2 separate regions of the Rattus norvegicus genome follow, and region 2 is linked to region 1. A link is a contact called in public Hi-C data. All regions are on one chromosome and are shown on one strand. The core of a region is the stretch at or near the end of the contact, and the rest is flanking DNA. Distances in the headings are between cores, read along the strand shown. Region 1 has its middle 53 kb from the start of Rpl31l7. Region 2 overlaps Onecut2 (one cut homeobox 2).

Region 1 (4,173 bases), core at 1,221-3,720:
AAGTTGGTAAGTAGCAGGAGAATAGGGATCTACAAGCTCTGAGGAGGCTTCCTAGTTCTTGCCCCCAAATTTCTAGTGAGATGTGGCTTGAAAGCTGTGACCTGTGTGACCCACAAAGAATAGAAGCTGTAGTAATGATTCTTGCTGAGTTTGGGACCCTCTGAAATTTCTCCCCACCATAAGAGCTAGGCAGAGCCATCTTTTCCCTCTAGAACCAGCAGGCCTCTGACTTCCCCAGTTTGAGCCGGTAACCTGTGACTCTATCTCCAAACAGCAGGCCTTCATTGAATCCTTCTCCATCCCCAAGGTGTAGGTCAAGTTCCACCTCTCCATACTCAAGCCTTTGCAGACAGACTCTATCTCTGATGGGGTCAAAGCCTCATCACCAGGACTTTGTTTCCCCTTTCTGTATCTATCTCCATTTAAGTCTTAAAGTGACTTTACATTGTCCTTGTGTCTTCTTATCTGTCACACATCCTGTGGGGACCCCTGGGGAACAGGGGAAAGCCCTTCATCCCAAAATCTTGACAGGAAAATAAGGAATAAAAGACCAGCGAGACTCACCATTAATTCCAGGCTGCCAGATTTCTACACCACCTTTCCTCGTCCCAAAAGTATTGTTGGTTTCAGAAGTTTTGGAACACATAGCAAATAATGTTTGAAAGTTGTGTGTATTCTAGTCTATTTCCTGCCAGGACAAACAGGCATGCATTTTTCAAGGACATTGAAATCCTATCATGTAGTTCTCTGTGCTTCTTTCCCCTTTGATATTTTATGGGCACATATTGTGTTGTTAAACATCTTCCCAAAGTGTAATTTTTTGTGGCTTCAAAACATGGCGCCATACAAATCCACTTTGCTGTTTTGCATTGTGTTGGGCATTCCAGACATGCCTATTTTCCATTTTTAAAGTTATTCATTGTTATAATGACATGACATGACATTCATGTAGAGGTCAGAGGATGATTTTGCGGAGCTGGTTCACATCTCCACCTCCCCATGGATCCTAGGCTTCTATGGCAAACACCTTTATCCTCCGAGCCATCACACCGGCCACATGGATTCGTGGAATCTCTTCTTACTTTCTCAGCCCTACCTCTGCCATCACCTTCAGGCCTGTGCTCCACTATTTAGTACTGTGACTTATTTACTTGAGAAGTTTTCAAACCCTGCCCTGTCTTGACCAGTCCCTCCATCAAGCATATCTCTCTGCTTTGTTCTCAGCTCTAAGTAAAGATGCTAATGGTTAGGCCCTAGACTCTGGTTTTAATTAGGGTTTCCATTACTGGAAGAGACACCATGACTAAGGCAACTCTTATAAAGGACAATATTTAATTGGGACTGGCTTACAGGTTCAGAGGTTCAGTCCATTATCATTAAGGTGAGAAGCATGGCAGTGTCCAGGCAGGCATGGTGCAGGAGGAGCTGAGAGTTCTACATCTTGTTCTGAAGGGAACCAGGAGAAGAGTGACATCTTCAGGCAGCTAGGAGGAGGATCTCATTGCCCACTCCTACAGTGACACACTTCCTTTTGCAAGGCCAAACCTACTCCAAGGCCACACCTCCTAACAGTGCCACTCCTTGGTCAAGCATATTCTACCTACCATTACCCTTTAGTTTTCCTCTGCTGTAACCAGCCCAATGCCTTGAGGACCAGCTCTCCAGGGCTGATCCAATACTTGGTTTACCTGTTCTTTCCCTCTTTCCAGTCTTAGGCCTTTGACCAGCCCCTTCCTTCTGAGTCTTTCTTACCCCATTCTTAATATCATTCTTTCCTTTCTATTTCTTGCCCCAAGTCTCATCCTGTACATGGATTTTCTTCTTGAACAGTCATGTCTCATTACTTATGTGTGATAATGAGGGCTGGTCAAGAAATGCCATTCCACCACAATCTATGGGTGACCCAACTCAACCTGTAGGCATCTCTCCTAAGGAACTAGACATAAAGCCTTTGGGACTCCTACTTTAGGTGGACCTACTGTGGGCCCTGAGCAGGCCTTTTTTTTTTTAACTTATAAAAGGTGAGCTCTCCTCTTTCAAGGGATCTTGGGTGGCTGTGCAAAACCAGTTAATTCTATCTGGAACAAAGGCCTAGCCCTCATTTCTAAGAAGAGACTGGGGCTTCAAAACTACTTGGATTCACTTTCTAGCTGTACACTCTTGGCGTTCAAGCAGGTTATTTTACTTTTTGTACCTTTGTTTGCTCTCTTGGCAACAAGACATAAAGATTAATGGGTAATGAATCTAACATGTGTAGAAAGTGCCTGGTCTTCAGCAAGTGGTCCGTGTATAGTTATACAAATATCCAGACCTTTCTCTCTAAGAGATGAGAGAGTATAAAAGGACACCCCATCTCCTTTTCCTTCATTTCTACCTACAGAACAGAAGAAGGCCCTGCAGTCAGGGAGGGAAGTCAAGGTTCAAATCCGACAAGGAAGGCAGAGTTTAGAAGGTTCCATTCTAAACCTGGAATGTTTGTCTTTGAAAGGGTGTGACTGTGTATCTTGCCAGAGTCTGATAGACCGAAACTATGCTGTGTTCATCTCCAAGTCTTCATGGCACCTAACAGATACTCAATAAACACAACAAATGCGATAAGCTAAGGTTGGAGTTAGAAGGTGAAGCTGGTACTTGAAGAGCTGAGGGTGAAGTCATCAATACTGAAAAACTGTCACCCATCTGGGAAACTGGTGATGCTTCCTGATACTCACGGAGCTACAGCTGTCTGAGCTGAGGAGAACACAAAGAGTTGTACACTCTAAACTGCTGGTGTTTGCTTTCCTTTATCCTCTACTGTTGATTATGAAGGAAGCAAAGTGGGCCTGACTTAGTCATGGTTTCTATTCCTGCACAAAACTTAATGACCAAGAAGCAAGTTGGGGAGGAAAGGGTCTATTCAGCTTACACTTCCATATTTGCTGTTCATCACCAAAGGAAGTCAGGGCTGTAACTCAAGCAGGTCAGGAAGTAGGAGCTAATGCAGAGGCCATGGAGGGATGCTTCATGGCTTGCTTCATGCTTACTGGCTTGCTTCCCCTGGCTTGCTCAATTTGCTTTCTTATAGAACCCAGGACCACCAGCCCAGGGATGGCACCACCCACAATGGGCTGGGTCCTCCCTCCTTGATCACTAATTGAGAAAATGTCTTACAGCTGGATCTCACGGAGGCATTTGTTCATCTGAGGCTCCTTCTTCTGTGGTAACTCCAGCTTGTGTCAAGTTGACACACAAAACCAGCCAGCACATTTGTAAAGGTTGAAAGGTGGGTACCACTGGCTTTTATTAGATTAAGTGGAAGGTTAAAGCAATACTACAGGACTTATCTGGCAAGTAAAGGTCAATTAGCTGTGCCGGAAGCATTAAAATATTCCTGTAATAGGGGAGCTTGAGTTTGTGAAAAGAAAATTTTAAAAAAATCTCAGACTTCATGGAATGGGAAAAAAAAAGATTTACCTTGTAATGGGCATAGAACTGGTGCTCAGGCAGATACCAAGGTTGGTGGGACTCCCCCTTGCTTTTGTGTGCCTTCCTTCTTAGAGTGGCTCTATCACAGTAGTCTACTGGAGCCTACATGTTGAAAAAGGTTCTGTCCAGAGCTTCAGCTAGACACATGACTGTGCGACTGTTCTCTGACACTGGAACCTCGTGTGTGATGGTTGCCAAATGTCACATTGTGGGTAAGTGGTAGAGCGATCACACTGAGGTCTGCTAATACAGAGCGTGGTTCTCATTCCACTGTATTAGGGGAGATCACACCTACAGAGGCAAAAGAATCCTTCCAGGAGTTTATCCCTGCTCTGCACCCCCACTGTATATCTGATCTGGAGGACTCGGGAATGATACTCAAAAGTTACATTTTAAAGAAGTCCTTCAGATGACCATGAGGTCGATGATTTCAATGTGTTGCACAACATGGTCTTAGGGTTGGAAACTGAAAGGAAAACTGACCAAGCATCCAGCTCTCTGTCCCCTGCCCCATATATTTAGTTTCAGAAACTCAGAGGTCAAAAAGGCTATTCTACCAATTCTTGGTTCTTGCTACAGGAGGTGGGGTGGTGAAAACAACTTTAGCTGAAAGTCCCTTCCCCTGGGGATAAAGAATTAATGCTACCTACTGTGGAAGGGACAGTTGGAGTAACCTGGAAGAATCTCCCAGAGGATGTGAGCTCAATG
Region 2 (4,204 bases), core at 776-3,275, 250 kb after region 1:
TACACCCTTACGGCTACTAACAGCCAGGATAAAACACCGGAGCCAGAACTTATCCGATGCTTTCATGTTAACCCAAGGACTTTGTGACCCACCAAGTGAGCCGAGTGTGGCCAGCTCCTGTGTCACTGCCTACAGATAAGAGAGTGCAAAGACCAAGGTTTGGGGCTGCCACAAACCTTCCCACCCACCATCGCTTTAGGAAGTGAAGGGAAGAGACACCAGAGTGAAGAGCTCGCTGCTTCACTCAGCTGTACCCCCTTGCTAGGGCTGCAAGCATTTACTAGGGTTTATGCTAGGTCTCCGGAGAGGTTAAGGTGCTCTCGGAAAGAGGTGCTGAGAAATTAAGACGCGAGTTAGTTAATGCTTCTGGGCCTCAGCAGGCTGTAAGCTCCGCCTTTGCATTAAAGTGGGCGCTGATTGTGCGCGCAGGGGAGTGCGGCGGAGGCCCGGCTGCCCGCGGCAGGGGACCGGTCAACGCGCGGGTTACATTGTTCCGGAGCGGGCACGGCTCTCTGTGCCTCCTCTAGCGGCCGAGAGGCGAGGTACAGCCCTCTATTGTTCTAGGAACACTGAAACCTCCGGTATGGGCGGTGAGTGCAAAAGCGAAAGACGCCGCCTGGGCTGCGGCTGACACAGTTTCGAGCTTTTGTGCAGACAGACCCGACTCCCAGAGTGCTACGACTGCTCTGCCCCTAGGCCTGAACCGCGGACCCAGAGGGGCAAGGAGTCCAGACCTCCCGCTGGTGAGGACATAACAATAACCAGCTGCAACCTTGGCTGGGTGACTTCGTGCTTCTTGGTGCTCTAGGAACAGTTAGCTAGCGTTGGCCTTAATTTGCTTAAAACCCGTATTAGGGCTCGCGTGGTTCTGAATCCGGCGCTCACGAGCTCTGGATCTTCTTAGGTCAGGTGTCCATTCCGGTCCCTCAAGACTTTCTTCCACCACCAGACCGGGTTTTGTGCGGTGCATCCTACCGTTCCTAGCAGAACTAAGGGATGTGTCCCGGGGTATGGTCACTGCTCCTAAGGAGGAGACGTTTCCACCTACAGTCCCTTCCTTTGCCCAATGTTGGGTTTTGTTCGCTTCTCAGCAACCTCCCGTGTCAATCTAAAAGGGTAAGGAAAAGAAAGAAAAAACGATTTCTTCCAGAGAACTCCCCTCAAAATCTCTGGGCTATGGACAGTTTTGACTAGAGGTTGAGGCCGACTTTAATCTTTTTTTCTCCGTTAGCTTATTCTCCATCCTCTTATACACTCTCCTCGTTTTGTGCTCCTGGTCCCGGGTAAAGATAAAGCTTTGAAAGCTAGAGGCTTAATGATTGCTCTCGTTATGGTAACTTCATTTTAGACTTCCCATTCCCCGATACTGTAGGAGCTCTAAGGGGTCTCAAGCATTGGTTGGTTTCCTGCGCTTGTGGGGGGGGGGCGCAGAAGGAACTTGGCAGCTGCTCCTAGGGGTACAGTAAAGGGCTCCACGACAGCTTTTCCTCTCTGGGCCATCTCGGAGCGCTGCCGCCCCCTCACGCCCGTCCGGCAAAGGGCAATGCTGTATAAAAACACTAGCATTCTGTCCGTGTTGAAAGTTAAAGCTTCCCCTTGCAGCGAGCTTTTCTACAGTGGATGAGGAAGAGTGTGGTACCTGGGGCTCTCAGCCCCAAACTCCTGGAGAGTTGCCAGGTGACTCCTGGGGCAAACCTTCCAGACTTGTATCGTGATTTCCGGCGGGGATCGCAGACAGGGAAAGTAAGCGGAGCACCCGGTTTTGCTCAAACATTTAACTGTGAGTCTGTTTTATAACCTTAGGAGAAATGGGGACAAGCGCCTTCCCTTTTTTTTTTTTTTTTAAATCTGGCCGTTTTGTCGGCAACTACAAGTATTGAGTAGTTATAGGGGGCTTTTCGGTATGGGGTCAGTAGATCAGTGCCTTCAGACACTGTCAAAAGCTGGAGATGGGTAAATAGGTATTATGTGCTCGGTAGAGTAGGGAACAGAATCGCACAGAGTAGAAAAGGAAGGCCTTTGATTGTTATTGATCGGTGGGAAACCCTGCTGGGAACCATCCCGGAGTCCGGGTCTTTGGGGCCCTGGGGTTAAGCAAGTCAGTGACTTCCCAGGATGGCCGGCCGTCCCAGCCCAGCACCTTCACACACACACACTCTCTCACTCTCTCTCTCTCTCTCTCTCTCTCTCTCTCTCTCTCTCTCTCATTTCATCATTTTGAGACCCATCTGTACAAGGGTCAGAGGGACTCTGATTGTCAAGCTCTATTTTTAGGTCAAGTATACCAGTCACCCCGGAAAGCTGGGCCGTCCAGCCAGCCCATGAACCTTCCCAGTCTTTCTACTGTCAAGCTTGGGTATACAGCAAAGACGACTCCTCCGGACCAAGTTAGTGAAGTTCGGATTGTCCCAAAGTAGAAGTCAGGGAAAGAAACTCTACCCTCACTGGGTGGTGAGAACGGCTAGTAGTAACAACCGGTCAAATAGGCTGGGAGTGGCCCAAGACGGGATCCCGCTGGGCCGTTCTTATTAGCCTGGCGCGAGGACAAACTCACGCAGGTTTGAGCACACTTTCTCTGGCTTTGATCCTCCAGGGCCTCGGCACAGCGCACAAAAGCGAACTAGGAGGAACCGCGGGAGCTCAGGGAAGAACCTGAGTCCATGAGGGGGGTCATTACTATTATTGTTGTTGTTGTTGTTGTTGTTGTTGTTGTTGTTGTTGCTTTTCTCAACGCAGGAAAACAATAGCGTGGCTGCTATTACCGTCATAACAGAGGTTTCTGCCTCCTGGGAGCGAGGCTTCGCTGTTGGCCCTCCCGGAGCCGAGCTCCAGTGCCAACTGCGTGAAGACCTTCTCCAGGAAGCAGTCCCTAAACAGACAGAATAGAGCCTACTCAGTCCAGGAGGTTTTAAAGTCCTTAGCCAACTCGATGCCCTCGGGCCCAATTGTCGCCCGCCTCAGCGGATGTGGTCAGATCATTGATCGCCCCATAGCTCCTGCATTCATACGTGCGCATCTCCTGCCGCGCCGTACAGGTGCTTTTTAGATGACGCGGGAGACAGGTTTTTGCTAAAACGAAGGGCTGGAAGTGGGCCTCCGCCACAACGTTCTTTCCGTTTCGCACCCAACATTTCCGACCATCTTGTTTGTCCAATCCGGGGGCCCAGCCCGCTGGGGGTTTACTTTGGGGATCCGAGTCAGGAGGCCAAACCCAGTGCACACCGGTGCAGAACAGACTGATCTGTTAGCTTGCTGGCTGATCAGATTAATAACTGTAAAGCTCACTACCGGTGTTCTTGCCGTGTCAAGTCCCTAGTCCCCAAAGAACGCCTTCCGAACAGAGATTGAGACGGAACTTGTAGAGGAAGGCGGGCCGCGAGGGAGCTGAGTGAACCCGAGCTCCGAGAAGTATTCCGGGCCGCCGGCAGCGGTGGATTAGAGGGGCGGCGCATTTATTTTTATTCCAAGCTTTCCACAGTGTGGTTATGTCACTTTCTCAAACAAATGTGTATATGGAGGGAGATCGATGCTGATAATGTTTAGAAGATTAAAAGAGCATTAATGCTGGCAACAATAACGTAAACGTGTGGACCCAGATTTCATTGATCTGGAACCTGATCCGGCGCGTTTCCAGTAAGTCGGACGGACGGCTCGCTCTTCCCAGAAGAGCGCTCGCCAGTGCCCAGGATCCCTGGCGCTCCGGCCACGCCAGCTGAGGCCGGGTTCTCAGGTCTGACCGCAACTCCTCCCGGGAGCAGCCGTTGGAGCCAGCTACATTTTCGATAAACGGTTTTCTTGGCCTGCACAGGGCTCCTGGGTCCCATTTACCCACCGTTGCGTATACTGAACAATCTGCGCTACTTGGGGTGACAATTGGTGATCCTGCTCTAAAACAAAATAACAACAACAACATGCCTTCGTCTTCCCTGCCCTTGACCATCGTACTTGATCCAACGGATCTCTGGCTAGTGTTCTCTCTCTCTCTCTCTCTCTCTCTCTCTCTCTCTCTCTCTCTCTCCCTCCCTCCCTCCCTTCCTCCCTTCCTCCCTCCCTCCCTTCCTCCCTTCCTCCCTTCCTCCCTTCCTCCCTCCCTCTATCAAAATCGTCCTGAAAAGCCTCTTCGTTTTGAAATTCGTTTAGAAATGTGTCTAAAGCTGTCGGTAAGCATCGCACTTTAATGATCCGTGTATGGCCGGGTCCTTAC

The links. Hi-C and Micro-C count contacts between places; a contact is called where the count stands out from the background.
Region 2: a contact with region 1 is called in a Hi-C map of liver, with 3 times the contacts expected there. The contact joins two enhancer-like sites. A contact is called at or near these places in 2 of 12 Hi-C or Micro-C datasets (kidney and liver).

Annotation. Positions count from the first base shown.
Region 1 is chr18:59,853,886-59,858,058 of GRCr8, forward strand. No RefSeq gene overlaps it. Among named protein-coding and RNA genes, the nearest start is that of Rpl31l7, 53 kb to the left of the region's middle. Within about 2 kb of position 2,471, at least 1 of the 93 cell types and tissues checked has an H3K27ac peak or open chromatin away from gene starts, as enhancers often do. A contact at or near this core is called in liver, where this site is marked.
Region 2 is chr18:60,104,251-60,108,454 of GRCr8, forward strand. All of the region lies in intron 1 of Onecut2 (one cut homeobox 2), which reads left to right. Among named protein-coding and RNA genes, the nearest start is that of Onecut2, 4.4 kb to the left of the region's middle. Within about 2 kb of position 2,026, at least 3 of the 93 cell types and tissues checked have an H3K27ac peak or open chromatin away from gene starts, as enhancers often do. A contact at or near this core is called in liver, where this site is marked.